Linked DNA regions of Mus musculus: regions 1, 2, 3 and 5 are each linked to region 4. Evidence: chromatin contacts called from public HiChIP or PLAC-seq and promoter capture Hi-C data. All regions are on one chromosome and are shown on one strand. The core of a region is the stretch at or near the end of the contact, and the rest is flanking DNA. Distances in the headings are between cores, read along the strand shown. Region 1 holds the start of Ccni (cyclin I). Region 2 overlaps Septin11 (septin 11). Region 3 holds the start of Sowahb (sosondowah ankyrin repeat domain family member B). Region 4 holds the start of Scarb2 (scavenger receptor class B, member 2). Region 5 holds the start of Septin11 (septin 11).

Region 1 (2,754 bases), core at 95-2,594, 700 kb before region 4:
TGGTTTCAAGACTCATCTTAAATGTCACTTCCTCAGAGAAACCTTTACTGAGAGCCCAGAGCAGGTTAAAGGCGTTTCCACACTGGTCTGAAATTTTCCATCTTAATCCTTCTGCTACTGACACTTGTTTATGAGGTCAGAAATCAAATACTGAGAGCCTTTCACATACAGAAATGCAGTATAAAACAAACTATACAAGATCCAGGCCATCCATGAGTTCATATGGGGAGGGGATGGCTATAGAGTAAAACAGTCTTTTGGGTAATTTCATACAGTGATCAATGGGTATCTCTGTGCCTGAGTTGCAAACTCCTTGAAGACAGGAGCCTTTTGTTTTCAAGCTAATTCCAGTTCTGTAAAAACCTGATCGGGTTTTTTTTTTGTTTTTGTTTTTGTTTTTTTCCAGTGATGTAAAATGAATGCTTGACTAGGTAAATGGTTAAGTTCCAGGTCTCCCCTTCTTCCCAAAGCTATCTGCATTCTTTTCATAAGTAGAACCATTGTAAGATTTGCAAAATTTACCAACTGGAGTAAAAAGTACTCAAGTAAATAAAACACATTTAGTTCACATTCGTTAAGGACCTAGTTAGTGATAAACAGGACCCTGAAATACTAGACATACTGGCTCATGACTAGAATTCCATTGGCGCACAGCCAAGCCGTCAGTAGTCTAATCCACTGTTTTTACAAGTAGCCTTAAGCACGCAGGATATGATCCCCTTAATTTTCTTAATTCTAAAGTGCTTCAGTCTCCCATCACCCACAGGATGGTTAAAAAGATGCATGTCCTTACTCACTAATAGGAACGGGACAACATAATTTTGCGTAAGGTCAACAAAGAATGTGATCTTTACACAAAAGATCTCCATCCACGTCTAATAAATTCGTTCAGGAGGGCTAAGGACAAGTTGGGCTGGGAAACACTGGGAGACTCTAGGTTGGGCGCAGGCGCTCACCCAGAAACCCTTCCCTGAGGCTAGGCTCCTTTCTTTCCAGAGGCGCATGCGCAGCACACTCTCCGGCCACTGCACGCCTCCTCGGCTAACAAGCCTCTTACGTCACCGAACAGGCGGCGGGGGTTCTTCCGCGCGCCCGAGGAAAAAGAGTCCGCGCACCTTTCCTTCTCTTTGTGCACACAAAATGCACTTTCCCTTTTCATCCCAGTCCCAGCGCCTTCCCCAGGTCGTCTCCGGAAGCTCGTCTTTGTTCAAACTCTCCTGTGCGTCCATAAGACACGGAAGTTCGTCTTTGTTCAAACTCTCCTATGCGTCCGTGGGACACCGGAGGTGGCCAGGAAGAGACGAGAACACTGGCGTTGTTTACAGACACGCGCGGCCGAAATCAGTCCGCGAGGGCGGGGCTAGGCGGCCGGCGCTTTTTCGTACGCTCCTCCCTCCCCAGCCTTCCCCCGCGAGCGGACGCGCCAGCGCCTCTGTCTCGCTTTTTCTTATTTTCTCCCCCTTTCCCCTTCCTTTTCTTTTCTTTTTTCCCCTTCCCCCCTTCCACCATTTCCCCTCGGAGGCGTTTCCCTCGGGCAGGGGCAGAGCCGGCCTCACCCCGCGCCTCTCCCCGGCCCCCGCCGCCCTATGGCGAGAGGGCGCCCCCTCCTCACCCGGGCACCAGCGGCGGCGGTCGGAGGAGCGGGACCGGCGGCGGCGGCCTCGGGCCCAGGGTCATCATGGAACTAGTTCGCTGAGTGACCCCTCGGCCGCAGCCGTGCGTCCCGCCCGAGTACCCGCGCCCGCCGGCCCGGTTTGCCCTCTTCTCCCTCCTCAGACGGCCCGGCCCTGGTCCCGCGCGCCCCGCTGCCGCGCGCCGAGGATCATGAGGTGGTAACGGGCCCCCGGATGACCCCGCGTCACCACTGTGAGGCCTACAGCTCTGCCGGGGAGGAGGAGGAGGAGGAAGAGGAGGAGAAGAAGAAGGTGAGGGCGGGGGCGCGGCGCGGTCGCCGTGCGCGCCGCTGGAGTGGGAGCTCGCGGGGGCGCGCGCCGCTCCCCCGAGGACCGGTCCCCTCGGCGAACCTTTCCTGGGCACCTCGGGGACCCCCTCGCCGTCTCTGGCAGCGCTGCGTGGGTTTCCTTTGAGCCCGGCCTTTTTTTCTTTTTTTTTTTTTTTTTTGGTCCCCAAGTAACTTGTAGCCACAGCCCGTCACCGACTGGGGTGCCAGTTCCAGGCTCCGCGAGCCAGTGCTAATAAAGAAGGTGACACACCCCCACCCACAGAAGCCACCGATCCCTCGTGACCACCGAACATAATTTACCGGGCAGAGTATTGTGAATGTCAAGCCAATAGTTATCTTCCTCTGCCCTACCCCCCCCCCCCCCCGCCACCCACACACCGCGCGCGGGAGTGTAACGTCGTCTAGGGCTTGGGCCGGTGGAGGAAACTAGAGAGGTGAGGGAACTGAGTTGCATCATAAAGGACAGAAAAATGCCGAATTTTGCAAGAGCTAAATGCTCTCTGCAGAGTTAGCCTGCTCCACCGCAGGTCATTTAGGCAGAAGTTGAACATTGTGTAGTAAATTCGTGGAAAGTGTGAGGTAAATAGATCAACGAGGTAAATGGATCAACTGAAGGTCTTAGAATAGCAAAGTAAAATACTTACGTTTCACTTTGTCAGTGAAGAGCCATTGAGTGTTTGAACAGCAGCCTGGTAAACCTAGAAACTTTCTGGACAGCTAGGGATGGAGACATACACACACATACATATATGTATGTACCCTGTCTTAAAAGGGGTTAAAAAAAGGGTTAG
Region 2 (2,837 bases), core at 163-2,662, 650 kb before region 4:
CTCCTGAGAAATACTCTCTGGTGAACCATTCAGTTGTATGAAAATAAAAGTCTTTGAATACCCAGATCCCAGAGCCACAAATCAACTAAAAGCCCCAACAGGGCATTACAAATCCTTACAATAAGGCTGCCAAGGGACGTCCTGAGGAGCGTGGCAGAGAGCAGAGTCGTGACCAAGACTGAAACAATCAGCAAACTGGTTTTGTATTGTTTAGGATAGGAGGGGAAGAAGAGGCTGGGGGGAGGGGGGCACAGTGAAACAGGACAAGCATGACTATGTGTTGGTGTGTCTCTGCTTATCTGTGTGTCTGTCTGTACATGGAGGCTAGAGGTCAGCCTCAGACATTGTCCCTCAAGAGCCATTTCCTTTTTGGGGGTTGGGGGGTGGTGACAGAATCTCCTACTGGTTTGGGACTTGGCACGTAGGCCAGGTTAGCTGGCCACTGAGACTCAGGACCCTCCAGCCTCTCCCTCCCCAGAGCTGGAATTGCAGGCTTGTCTCACCACCCTTGGCTCTTTGATGTATGTTTTAATCTTGAGTGTGCTATCACCCCAGTCCCTTGCTTAGGTGTTTTAAGGCAGAGTCCTGATGTGTAGCTAGCCTTGCACTTGCTCTCTTGCCAGCCTCAAACTTGTAGCGTTCCTGCCTCAGCTTCCAAGTACTGGGACCACAAACATGCATTCCTACATGGAGCTTCTAAATAACTGCTCACTAGTTTGTCCTTCAATGATGTGATCTTTACCCATTAGTGGAATGTAAACAGTCGCTCTACAGGTATTTAAAAAAATAAAAGGTGGAATAAGTCTCCAAGTTAAAATGAGAATTGAAAAATTCTCATGCAATAGATAGTGACTGATAAGATTCTTTGTTTCTCAATTTCGAAATATAGGCATAGATTACATAACAATACTCGTGCTTGTTATTTTGAGATAGTTGTGTAGGAGAATCATGGATTTAGGCCACAGTGTCTGAGACCCAAAGTAAGCATTCTAGTCACCAAGTAACTAGCTCCATGGCCTTGGACAGGTCACCAAAATTGTTCTGTGTTTCTCCCATAAATAAGTCAGATGCAAAAACAATACCTTGAATAGACCCTGGTACACGCTTCTAGTCCCAGTACTTAGAGGCAAGGAGAAAGAAAGGCAAGCATACAAGGCCAGTCTCAGCTACACAAGTTCCAGACAAGCCTGGGCTACAAGAGTCTAAAATTAATCGGAGAGCTACAGTGGCAGGCGAATGAACTAGTTGATGCAAAGTATATACTGGGTAGCCACTTCATGATGTCATAAACACAGAACACAGTAAACCGAGGACAGTGGCTCTTTAAAAAAGAGGAGGGAGAGACCCAAGAACTGCACACCCTTTTCAGTTCCTACTTGTCTTATGCTGAGCCCCACCCTGTGGGGAAGTGGGTGGCCCACAGAGGTCCACCCATCATGTCTCGGGGTAAGCCTTGGGGTTTCCTGACACTGGGGCAGGTTGGAGGGTTAGGCTCTCCCCGGCAACTTCTTATCCCTTTGGGAGGAAAAGCCACCCCCAGTGTGCCCTTGTCTCCTTGTTTCTGAGTCAGGGCTGTCTCTGCCTCCTCTGAGGAGCAGTCCAAGTTGGTTCCTGCTCTCCTTTGATTCCCTCTCTTGCCTCTTATGCTTGATGAGTGTCCATGCTTGGGGGAGGCGAGGCATGGCCGGGACCCTTTCAGAATTGGATTTTGAGTCCTTTGTTTTCTTTGTACCCCAGGCCTCCTTTGCTGCTTCTTCCAAGGTTCTGCCTAACCTTCACCCCCACCCTGTGCTCTCCCCGGAAAACCACATTTACTCTGAATTTCCTTTAGCATTTCTTCGATGACACACTACTTTCAACCTCCAGTCCCACCCTGGTCTCTCCCCACACACTTCAACAGTTTGTCAAATATTTCCAATTGCTCTTCTACAGAGCCCTGCCTAGTCATCCCCCGGCTGTGGGTGCCAGCAGCCCGAGCTCAAACTGAGTATCCCTTTACCTTCACAGCCAAGCCTGAAATCTCTGTGCATCGAGCATAGGTGACATCACTAACAAAATAAAAACCCATCAATAAAAGGAAAGTGGCATGCATTTGGGGGTTTGTTTGTTTTAAGTAAAGTCCAGGAAGAGAAAGGACCTGAGGGGGGAATAGGGAAAAAGGAGGGAGGAGAAATTACATCATTATAAACAAACAAAAGACATGTTCTCTTGGAGACCTATTTCCTTAGGCTAAAGTTTCATTATGGGAAAGAAACAAAGAAACAGTTTCCTGGGGGGGGGGGGGGGGGGGGGGACCAGAGGCCAGACAGCTCTTCAGCCCTTGTATCCTTGAAACAAGTTCCAAGGTCCCTCAACCCCTTCCACTTCTGCAGTCAGCCAGAAAGATAAAGCTTACACCTAACTTAACTACCGTCTGTTACTTTCAGGGCTAAGCACGGAACCCTGTTACTTTGTGTGTGGCCAGTTCTCCAGGCTGCAGGAGCTGGGGAGAACCAAGCAGCTTTAACTTAATTCCCTTTGAGGGAGCATTCCTCCTGCTGCTCACTTTATTCCTGTACTGCTAGGCATCAAAAATTACAGTGAGACCAGTTGTCAAAGGGAAAAACTATTCTAAGCCATTTTCTTCTCTGATCATTCTTACACAGTGGAATGGATTACCCATGACTTTCAGGTTGGTGACCTTAAAGTTCATGGCACCTCCCAAAGGTGGAGTAAACTATTCTGGTTCTAGCGAGGCAGCAAGGCTCCGCTGGTCCTTGCCCCTTGCCCTCACCTATGGGGGCAGAAAGAGCAAGGAAGCCCTTAAACAAGACTTAAACATAACAGGAAACTCTCCA
Region 3 (2,700 bases), core at 103-2,602, 540 kb before region 4:
GGGTGGCTGTTAGGGAAGGTGGGGAGGGAAGGCTGCAACGAGGCTGTGCAGAAGACAAAGGGGCTTGAGGCTACAAGAGATAGGTACTGTTGACAGTATGCAAATCAACTCAAGATAAAGAAGAAAGAGAGTCACCCAGACCAGACAGAAATGTAGGGCTTTATGGATGAAGTGTGCTGCTGTGGCTTAACTCTTCCCTCTTCAAAGGGGGCTAAAGAAAAACTTGAATCAGGGTGGACTCAGCAGCCCTTCAACAGACCAAGAGAGTCTAGCGTCCCCTTTCCTGGGGTGGAATCAAATCCTCGTCGCGATTTCAACATTTTAAATGTGTGGAGGAAAACTTGCATTCTCAAAGCAAAGACTTCACAAAGAAGTCAACATGAAACAGATGGAGCGAATCTCTTCTCTTCACAAATCTTAGACTAAATTAAAAAAAAATAACTCTGGGTATCAAATACCTTAGCTAAGGAGATAATTCCTCTGGATTTTGGCTTCCTAGGAAATGACCTCTCTGATAGCGAATCCTCCCCCAACACCTCTGGCACTGAGCATTGTAATATAAGACAATGATGCCGGAAAATGAAAGGCAAAACCCAACCTTCGTCTGTAGCTTTCAGAGTGATTTCGCTCTCAGTACAGACTTAGGCAGGTGTGTCTGAACTCCTTGAAGAGAATGTCCTGGGAGCCGCCTTCTCAGTATCTTGTTATCGACAAACTAAAAGAGATTTGGTTTGGATCTCGGTGGGTTTTTTTTTTCCGGATCCCGCCGGATTCTGCAATTGGGAACCCCGAGCCCCTCCCCAGACCGAGCTAATAAAGAGAAACAGCGGGGAGCCAATCTATTGGACCCTGACCCGTGAAGACTCTAGCTGTAACTCGTGCCGCGGGGAGAGAGGGACCTAGTCGACCTCCCTCTGCTTTAGTTTCTAGCCTGGCGGGCACTCTGAGGGACAGCCAGTCGCCTACCTGCCTGACATCTCCCAGGCCTCGGGGTAGCTGCGCGCCCGGGAGAGCTGTTCCCCTCCGGCTCAGTTCGCCCTCGGCCTCACCTCCCACGCTGCCCGCGACTGTGACCAGCCTGACTCACCCCGGACGGGTGGCGGGGGTTGGGGGATACTTCAGAAGGCGGAGGTACTGGAGGCGGGCTGAGCCCTTCCCCCAGAGCCCAGGAGGAGGCGTAGCCAGAGCGCAGGTGAAACCGACTCCGACCTATCCCGGGAACTTTCGCTGCGGGGACTCGCTGCGACAGGCCAGCGTCGTTCAGGGGCGGCCCAGGAGCCGCCCCCTGCCACCAGGGTTGCGCGCGGGGACTCTGCCTGGGCACCCGCCCCTAGGGACCCTCGGCCCTCCTGGAGCGCCCTGGGGATGCGGGCGGCGCCGGCCTCCGCGGCTGATGGAGGCGGGTGGCGCCACCCTGGGCGCAGGTGACACTCTCCAGGCCTGGGTTTCGGTCGAAGGGGAAGTGCGCTGGGAGCTCGAGACGCAGCCGCCCCAGGGACTAAGGACCCAGCAGCGATGGCCGGAGAGCTGAGCCAGGAGGCACTGCTGGACTTTCTGTGCCAGGCCGGGGGCCGAGTGCGTAACGCAGAGCTGCTGAGCCACTTCAAGAGCTTCCTGCGCGACCCTCACGTGTCTCCAGGCCAGCTGCAGGAGCGTCGCGAGCGCTTCAAGGGCTTCGTGAACTCGGTGGCCGCAGTGCGCCAGGACCCCGACGGCACCAAGTACGTGGTGCTCAAGAGGAGGTACAGGGACCTACTGGGGGAGGAGGGCCTGCAGCGACCGGGCCCTGTAGATGGAAAGCCGCGGGGCCACCGCCGCCGTGACCCGGAGCCGCAGAAGCCGCCGGCAGGTGCGGGGACCCAGGTGGACGTAGGTGGCAGCGCGCAGAAGGTGGCCGGGCCAGACCCCAGCCCGGAGGACAGCCCGAACCAGAGGACACCGGAGCCAGAGGCTGCTCAAGCCAGAGGCAGGTGTGCGGCTGTGGGGACGCGAGGACGCTGCTGCTGGGAGTGCCAGCAGAACGGCTGGGGACAGTCCACCGGACAGCCGCTGCCAGAAGATCTCGGAGACCCTGCAGTCGCCTGCGAGAAGCCGGAGCGCGCTGCACCTGCCCGGGATGACCTCGGAGCTCCGGGGTGGCTGAGGGAAGGAGAGGCCGCCGAGCACGCGCCTGGATCTGTACCGCCTGTCTGGCCTCCGACCGCCGTCGAGGCTGCTGGCAGCCCGACGTCCCCGCCTGCTCTCCCGCCCCACCCGGCGCCCTCCAGAGAGCCACTGGAGCTGTTTACCGCCGGCTCCCCGAACCATTCAACCCAGCAGCTGCAGCAACAGCACCAGCGCACTCAAGAGTGGGTAGCCAGATACCTGCAGGTGCCTGAGCCCGAGATCCAGGCGCCCACTCGCGCCTGGTCGGTGTTGCCAGACAACTTCCTCCAGCTACCTTCAGAAACCGCCTTTGGGGTCTCGGAGACCAGCTCGGCGCTGCCAGAGCCCGCTCTGTCTTTTCATTCTCTCCTTCCCGTGGTTCTCGATGAGTCCTCAGAATCCTGGCCAGGGAACGCTCCATCTACCGTCTTTCGAAGCATTCGTTGTCAGCTGTCCCTCCAGGATCTGAATGACTTTGTGGAGCAAGAGAGCCATGGAAGTGAGGAGAGCAGCAGTGGACCCAAAGAATCTCCCGGAACCCCCGAAGAGGGGCTG
Region 4 (2,700 bases), core at 196-2,695:
GAGGAGGAGGAGGAGGAGGAGGAGGAGGAGGAGGAGGAGGAGGAGGAAGGAGGAGGAGGAGAGGGAGAGGGAGAGGGAGAGGGAGAGGGAGAGGAGAGAGAGAAATCTGTGCAGGTGCAATTGTCCTGAGTCTAACTAACTATGTAGTACACCAGCAACAGTGTAACTTTCATCTAAATTCATTTTTTTCATTGCACATACCTCCCCCCCCCCATTTTCTTTTAGATTTTATTTTACTCTGCTGGGTTTTTTCCTTTATCTATTTTTTCAATTTTAAGACAGAGCTTCTTTTGTGTGCTTCTATTTTGCTTGTTTTCTTTCCTCTTTTGAGACAAGGTCTCCCTCTATGGTACAGGCTGCCTCCAGTGTCACGATTATTTGAGTGTTTTCCATCCTGGTGGGCTGACTCCTTAATGATAAGGACACTGGCCTGGCCAAGAAAATGTCAGTTCAGATCTTCCCCTGCAGATGGCATTAGTGACTGATGAGCCTCTCAGCTGTTGAACACGACTGAAATCTATCCCAAGCTGGTAAAGACTAACTTCTCAAGGTTGCTCCCAGTCCGCTGATTAAGCACAACAGGGATATTTAAGGCAGGTCTACATCTGAGATATGTCAGAATTTGGGGACATGCCAGTTTGCCTCAAGGACTACTCTCTCCCCACGGCTTTGCTGAACTTGTAGGTATTACTTTGCACCCAGCTTCCCTACTTGCCTTTTCCCATTAACGAAATCACACCCCACCCCCCACATCCCAACTCCAGTTCCTCTTACAACCTGTACAGCACTTCTTTCTGCTTCATAATAGGGCTGCCGCGTGTTTGTGTGTCTGTATGTGTGTGCCAGTCACGGAACTAACCCTTATTCAACTGATGATGACAAAATAGACAACAAACACCTGCTCTACTTGACTTGCTTCTCTGTTAACGCCCTTTATCAGGACACAGAGCCTTTCAAAATCTGATCTCCGAGGGCTTGGCACCACAAACCCTACAGCATAAGGCCTAGACTACTCAACAGTTAACTCCCTTGCCTTCAGTCTGCGGAGGCAAACGCCTCCTCCTCACTTTCTTGAGGACACACTCTGACTTATTCCTGAAGACCCAGTTCAACCCAACAAGGCTCTGCAGGTACAAATCAGGCACAAGTCAGCAGGCACCTTGTAAAAGCATTAGTTACATTGTACTTAAATCTTCCAAGGAACTCGGGAGATCCTCTGGAGTAAGGGAAACCGCGCGTCCAGCCGGGGTTCCCCATGCTTGGCCCACCGTGGGCCCTCAGCAGAGATCTGAAGGAGAAAGAAAGCGGCAGAGCGAATGGGGAAGGGCGATTTCAGTTCCCTGGATGACCGCGCCGCCTGCAGGGAGAGGATGCAGGCGCAACCCCGCCGAATCGCAGGGGCCGCTGCAGGGCACATGACTGAAGGCCTCCGCCCGGCCCCTCCCGCTTCCCGGCGCAGTCGCCAGCCGTCACCATCACCGCCGCCGCGGCTTGCTGGCGAGCCCCACCAGCCCGCGTCACCGCTCTGCGCGCTCCCTGCACCTCCCTGGCTGCAGCAGCCGGAGAAAACGAAAGCCAGGCGGCCCCGGCACTCGCGATCGCACCGGCTCTGCTGCTCATTCCGGTATCTACTCCAGGGCTGTGCGCACTGCGCGGGCAGCGGCTGAACACGCACGGAGAAGGTGCGGGAGCCGCAGGGGCCCCGGGCTTTGGGCGGCTGCTGCTCGGCCTTGGCGGAGGCTTGTTCCAGCTCGCCGTTCGGTCCCAGGCCTGGCCGGTGAGCTGCGCGCAGTATGGGCAGATGCTGCTTCTACACGGCGGGGACGCTGTCTCTGCTGCTGCTGGTGACCAGCGTCACGCTGCTAGTGGCTCGAGTCTTTCAGAAGGCGGTAGACCAGACGATCGAGAAGGTGAGGCAGGCTAGTGTGTGTGTGTGTGTGTGTGTGTGTGTGTGTGTGTGGTGTCTTTCTAGGCCACCCTCCCATTGCGGACCCTGTGTGGGGAGAGTTGCGTTGGCGCCGAGCCTGCAGAACACAGCTCTTGTTTGCCTCCCCGGGTTGGCAGGATGTGGAGACTTGAGGTGACTCTTCCTTTTAAATAACCTGTAAGTCTACAGATCTCGACTTTGTAGAAAAGCCTTGCGTTTCCGTTCTATCCTTAGCAATTCTCCACACCCCTCTACGCACCCGGTCTATGTTGAGCCCTGTTTCCCTCGCACTTGACAAAGAAATAGAAATGCGTAAAAGCACCGCAGAAGAGGCTGGCTTTGTAGGCTTGCCCGCGCAGCCTTTGAAACGGAGTGAGCCTGGGGATGAGAAGTGGGTGAGAGGTCTATTGTGTTCTCCTTCCTGGGCTGGACAGGGTAGGGTAGGGTAGGGCAGGGCAGGGCAGGGCAGGGCAGGGCAGAGCAGATGGCAAACAGTCTAGGCTTTAGGAATGGGTGACATTTTATCCATTGCAGTTAGTGCTTAGCGGCTCTGTGTCTCGCAGACAGCCCTGTCTCTGTTTCATACTTGTGCTCATCAGCCATTACTTGGGTAATTAACGAATTTGGACCTGTCTCCCAGGGTGTTTGATGGGGCCTGAAAACTGGTCATGTGGAAGACTTCTCCATCCTGGGGCCACCCTGGTCACTTTTTTCTTTTACCCTTTCACCCACATTCACCAGGCACGGTGGAAAGAGGAACTGGAGAGAGTTAC
Region 5 (2,861 bases), core at 64-2,563, 590 kb before region 4:
GCAAAGTTCGAAAGGGAAAATTTAAAAAAAAAAGATGGGGTACTAGCCAGGGAAGGACTCCCCCGGAGTCGCCCCCAGGGCAGACCAGGCAAAAGTGGGCAATGAACGTTGACAAAGAAAACCCGAGAGAAGAGGACTCCGCCTTTCCCACTGGGCTTGGCTCCTTTCAATAAAAAGGAAAGGCGGCCACTGCCGCCACCGCCCCTTCCCTCCTTTTCACCCTAGGCTAGAGAGCAGACCCTAAACTACATCCTCAAAGTCCTACTCGCTCTAGCTGGCTGCCGGAGTTGGAAACCCAGAGCCTACACTCCCAGAGGCACAGCCCGTGGCGCGTACCCCAGCCCAGAGCATCCCCTCTCTGACTTCGGGTGCTGGGACACTTCTCCAGGCACGCACCCTCCCTTCCTCTTCCCGGAGCCCCGTATTCACTACTGCCGCCCCCGGCCTGCCAGCCGCAGAGTATTTCAGGACTTCCACCCACCCCGAAAGGGAGCCCTTTGAAAACTTTGTGTGTGTGTGTGTGTGTGTGTGCCTAGGGCTTTGTCCACATCCTGGGCAGGGCCCGGGTCACCCGGGTGGGCGCCTGAGGGTGTCCGGAATTTCACAATGCACCCGGGGGGGGGGGGAGTAAACCACCACGGAAATCCCACCCCTTTGACCCGCTTCTACGGCCGTGTGACACAGCGCTTCAGCACCCAATTCTCATGCCCGGATCGCCCCCAGGGCGCGAGAGAACCGCGAGGAAACCCTCCTCAGTCAGCGCCTTCCTCCTCTGTCACCAGCTAAGCCTTGTGCGCCGTGAGAGAGAGGTAGCTGGGGAAAGCAGCAGCTCAAGCAATCTCTTCTAAGGGCGCCTCACAGAAGGGTCCTTTTCTTCCCACATCCCCGAAACAGGGGCGCGCCAAAGCGATCTAATGTTGCATCAGGTAGGCTCTGAGCCTGCGGGCTCCCCAAGCTCCCCTCCGCCCCAGACGCGCGCCCAAATTCATGCACACACCCACAGCCCCCAACAGCCACCACCCAGAGCCCCCCTCCTGATCCCCGCAAGTCTCCACCCGCACGCGCCCCGAAGCGGAGACCACCCGGCGCCCCGGGATCAGCACGCTAGAGAAGTGAGGCCCCAGTACTCACACTCGGTCTCCCCACCGCCACGGCCATCGCGACTGTGGCTCTGGCTGCTCTTTACCGACACTGGCTGCTGCTGGTGCTCCGGCTCCCGCTGGCCTCCCCCGCGCCTCCCTCGCGGCTGCGCCCTGCTCGCGCCCGGCTCCCGCGCGCCTCCAGCCGCATCTGCTCGCCCGCGCCGCCCCGCCCGCTTTATTCCAGCAACATGGCCTCCCGCCTGGACTCGACCATTAGCTGCCCCGGGACGGGGGTGCAGAGAGATCCCCAGCCCCAGCCGAGCAGACGAACGCAGCAGGTGAACCGTGATCCTGGTCAGCTGATAAGATGATACGCTTTGAAGTCAGCCACCTTCCTTCCTGTGGCTTTCTTCCGTCCCATTAAAGCGTCCTGTGCCGGGACACTGCCCGACACTCCCCCTGTTGCAACACGTGCTGGGGTCCGCGTAAAAGCCTAGGCGCGGAGGTCCCAACCCCGAGCTGCCACGCGCTGCGCGGAGCCGGCACCTGGGGCTGCTATGGGGTGGGGCAGGGAGGCTAGGGGACCGCAGGGTGCAGAGGTTGTACCTCTGGAAAATTGACCTGGTGACACGCCCCACCCGGAGGAGCCCTCTTAGAAGGTGCGGTGGGTAACTTACTAGGGCCGAGCGCGCCCCACGAGGAAAGAATTGCCGGTCTGCTGGGCCTTCCATCAGAAAGGAGACTAAACCAGCTGCTGGAAGCCGTCGCTGTGGTGTGCGGCCGGGCTGGGGACCGCTTTTCCAGAAAAAGAGGACCTAGTCGTGAACGACCCAACCACCGCTGCTGGGGACAGGGAAATTAATTAATTAATTAAAAAAACTTGAGTGCTCGCTGGAAAAATTAAGCCGTTTGTGAGCTTGCTCCAGAGCTTTTCCCACCGTGTCACACTGGAGAGGTTACTGGTGCGAAGAGGTCAGTGGACGTGATATTGGATCCCGGAGACAGACCGGATGACCCAGGGCCCGGAGGCGTGCAAGCTCAATCCTGGCTGCGGGGTGTGGTGCACAGCGAAGGCGAGAAGCGGGTGACAAGTGGGTGCGACTCACAGCACAGGGAACTGGGAGGGCTCCTCCACCACTAAGAAGGACTTCCCCCCACCCCCACCCCCAGCAGATGTTGGAATAATTACAGTGTCTGAGTGGCAGGCGAAATGGCGGGGTCCTTGTACATACATCTGACATAGGCTTAACAGGGAGAAGTGTAATGCGCTGTGGGTGTCCACGCATGGTAGACCCACGATCACGTGAGGATAGCTACTCACGTGAGTTGAGGAAAGTAGGTGACTTGAAGCGCAGGGGAAGAGGCAAGGGAAGGGCTGTATTTAGCCCACATGAACGCGCCCACGGGGCAGGGGCGTGGGGGGAGAACTAGGGCGGGCATCTGAGAGTCATACCTGAGACTTCAAACATCCAAGTTTCTGGGAACCCACTTTTGGCTACGGGATTCAGATGCTCTCTGTCCAGTCTTTGGCTGAGGGTAAGTGACTAGCACTGGTTCACCAGTAGCTGATCTGATGCTGGGCTGCTCTGGTAGGTGAGTGAGGAGCTAGAAGCTGCCTAGAGTGAATTCCACCCTTGGCGGTGGAACCTAGGGAAGAGTGTGTTGAAAGAGGAAGGCTCTGATGTAAAGCCAGATTCTGGCTCACTCAGACCTGAACAGCACTAACTTGTTCTGATTACTCCCTGTTCTATAGAGAAGATGTCTTTTGAGAATAGGGAC

What was found. Promoter capture Hi-C pulls out the DNA fragments that hold promoters and counts their contacts. HiChIP or PLAC-seq counts read pairs in DNA pulled down with a chosen protein or histone mark.
Region 1: an H3K27ac HiChIP or PLAC-seq map of regulatory T cell precursor shows a contact between it and region 4, with 4 times the contacts expected there. The contact joins the promoter of Ccni here to the promoter of Scarb2 in region 4. A contact is called at or near these places in 7 of 39 promoter capture datasets (3T3-L1-derived adipocytes, the C10 cell line, cranial neural crest and 4 more), 4 of 484 Hi-C or Micro-C datasets (CD8 T cells, the N1E-115 cell line, muscle stem cells and 1 more), 8 of 115 datasets of contacts at active chromatin or transcription factors (astrocytes, bone marrow-derived macrophages, effector CD8 T cells and 5 more) and 3 of 9 other capture datasets (adipose tissue, liver and pancreatic islet).
Region 2: an H3K4me3 HiChIP or PLAC-seq map of bone marrow-derived macrophages shows a contact between it and region 4, with 4 times the contacts expected there. The contact joins the enhancer-like site here to the promoter of Scarb2 in region 4. A contact is called at or near these places in 3 of 39 promoter capture datasets (cranial neural crest, hippocampal neurons and pre-B cells) and 4 of 115 datasets of contacts at active chromatin or transcription factors (the NIH/3T3 cell line, astrocytes, bone marrow-derived macrophages and 1 more).
Region 3: a promoter capture Hi-C map of hippocampal neurons shows a contact between it and region 4, with 2.5 times the contacts expected there. The contact joins the promoter of Sowahb here to the promoter of Scarb2 in region 4. A contact is called at or near these places in 6 of 39 promoter capture datasets (cranial neural crest, embryonic stem cells, frontonasal cranial neural crest and 3 more), 1 of 484 Hi-C or Micro-C datasets (cerebellum) and 2 of 115 datasets of contacts at active chromatin or transcription factors (bone marrow-derived macrophages and pancreatic cancer cells).
Region 5: a contact with region 4 is called in an H3K27ac HiChIP or PLAC-seq map of microglia, with 13 times the contacts expected there. The contact joins the promoter of Septin11 here to the promoter of Scarb2 in region 4. A contact is called at or near these places in 3 of 39 promoter capture datasets (cranial neural crest, hippocampal neurons and second pharyngeal arch cranial neural crest), 8 of 484 Hi-C or Micro-C datasets (the Ba/F3 cell line, LSK cells, the N1E-115 cell line and 5 more), 6 of 115 datasets of contacts at active chromatin or transcription factors (astrocytes, bone marrow-derived macrophages, embryonic forebrain and 3 more) and 2 of 9 other capture datasets (adipose tissue and liver).

The regions. Positions count from the first base shown.
Region 1 is chr5:93,205,085-93,207,838 of GRCm38.p6, reverse strand. It overlaps Ccni (cyclin I), which reads left to right and starts at 1,344. Exons shown (of 7, transcript NM_017367.3): 1 at 1,344-1,925. It overlaps 2010109A12Rik (RIKEN cDNA 2010109A12 gene), which reads right to left and starts at 1,321. Exons shown (of 3, transcript NM_029363.1): 1 at 1,116-1,321. The coding sequence starts at 1,159.
Region 2 is chr5:93,151,231-93,154,067 of GRCm38.p6, reverse strand. The region is part of intron 3 of Septin11 (septin 11); the gene reads right to left. Among named protein-coding and RNA genes, the nearest start is that of Ccni, 54 kb to the left of the region's middle. Within about 2 kb of position 1,412, at least 163 of the 459 cell types and tissues checked have an H3K27ac peak or open chromatin away from gene starts, as enhancers often do. A contact at or near this core is called in bone marrow-derived macrophages, where this site is marked.
Region 3 is chr5:93,043,674-93,046,373 of GRCm38.p6, reverse strand. It overlaps Sowahb (sosondowah ankyrin repeat domain family member B), which reads left to right and starts at 1,352. Exons shown (of 1, transcript NM_175270.4): 1 at 1,352-2,700. The coding sequence starts at 1,516.
Region 4 is chr5:92,504,402-92,507,101 of GRCm38.p6, reverse strand. Scarb2 (scavenger receptor class B, member 2) reads left to right here and starts at 1,445. Exons shown (of 12, transcript NM_007644.4): 1 at 1,445-1,910. The coding sequence starts at 1,794.
Region 5 is chr5:93,091,868-93,094,728 of GRCm38.p6, reverse strand. Septin11 (septin 11) reads right to left here and starts at 1,313. Exons shown (of 10, transcript NM_001009818.2): 1 at 1,132-1,313. The coding sequence starts at 1,158.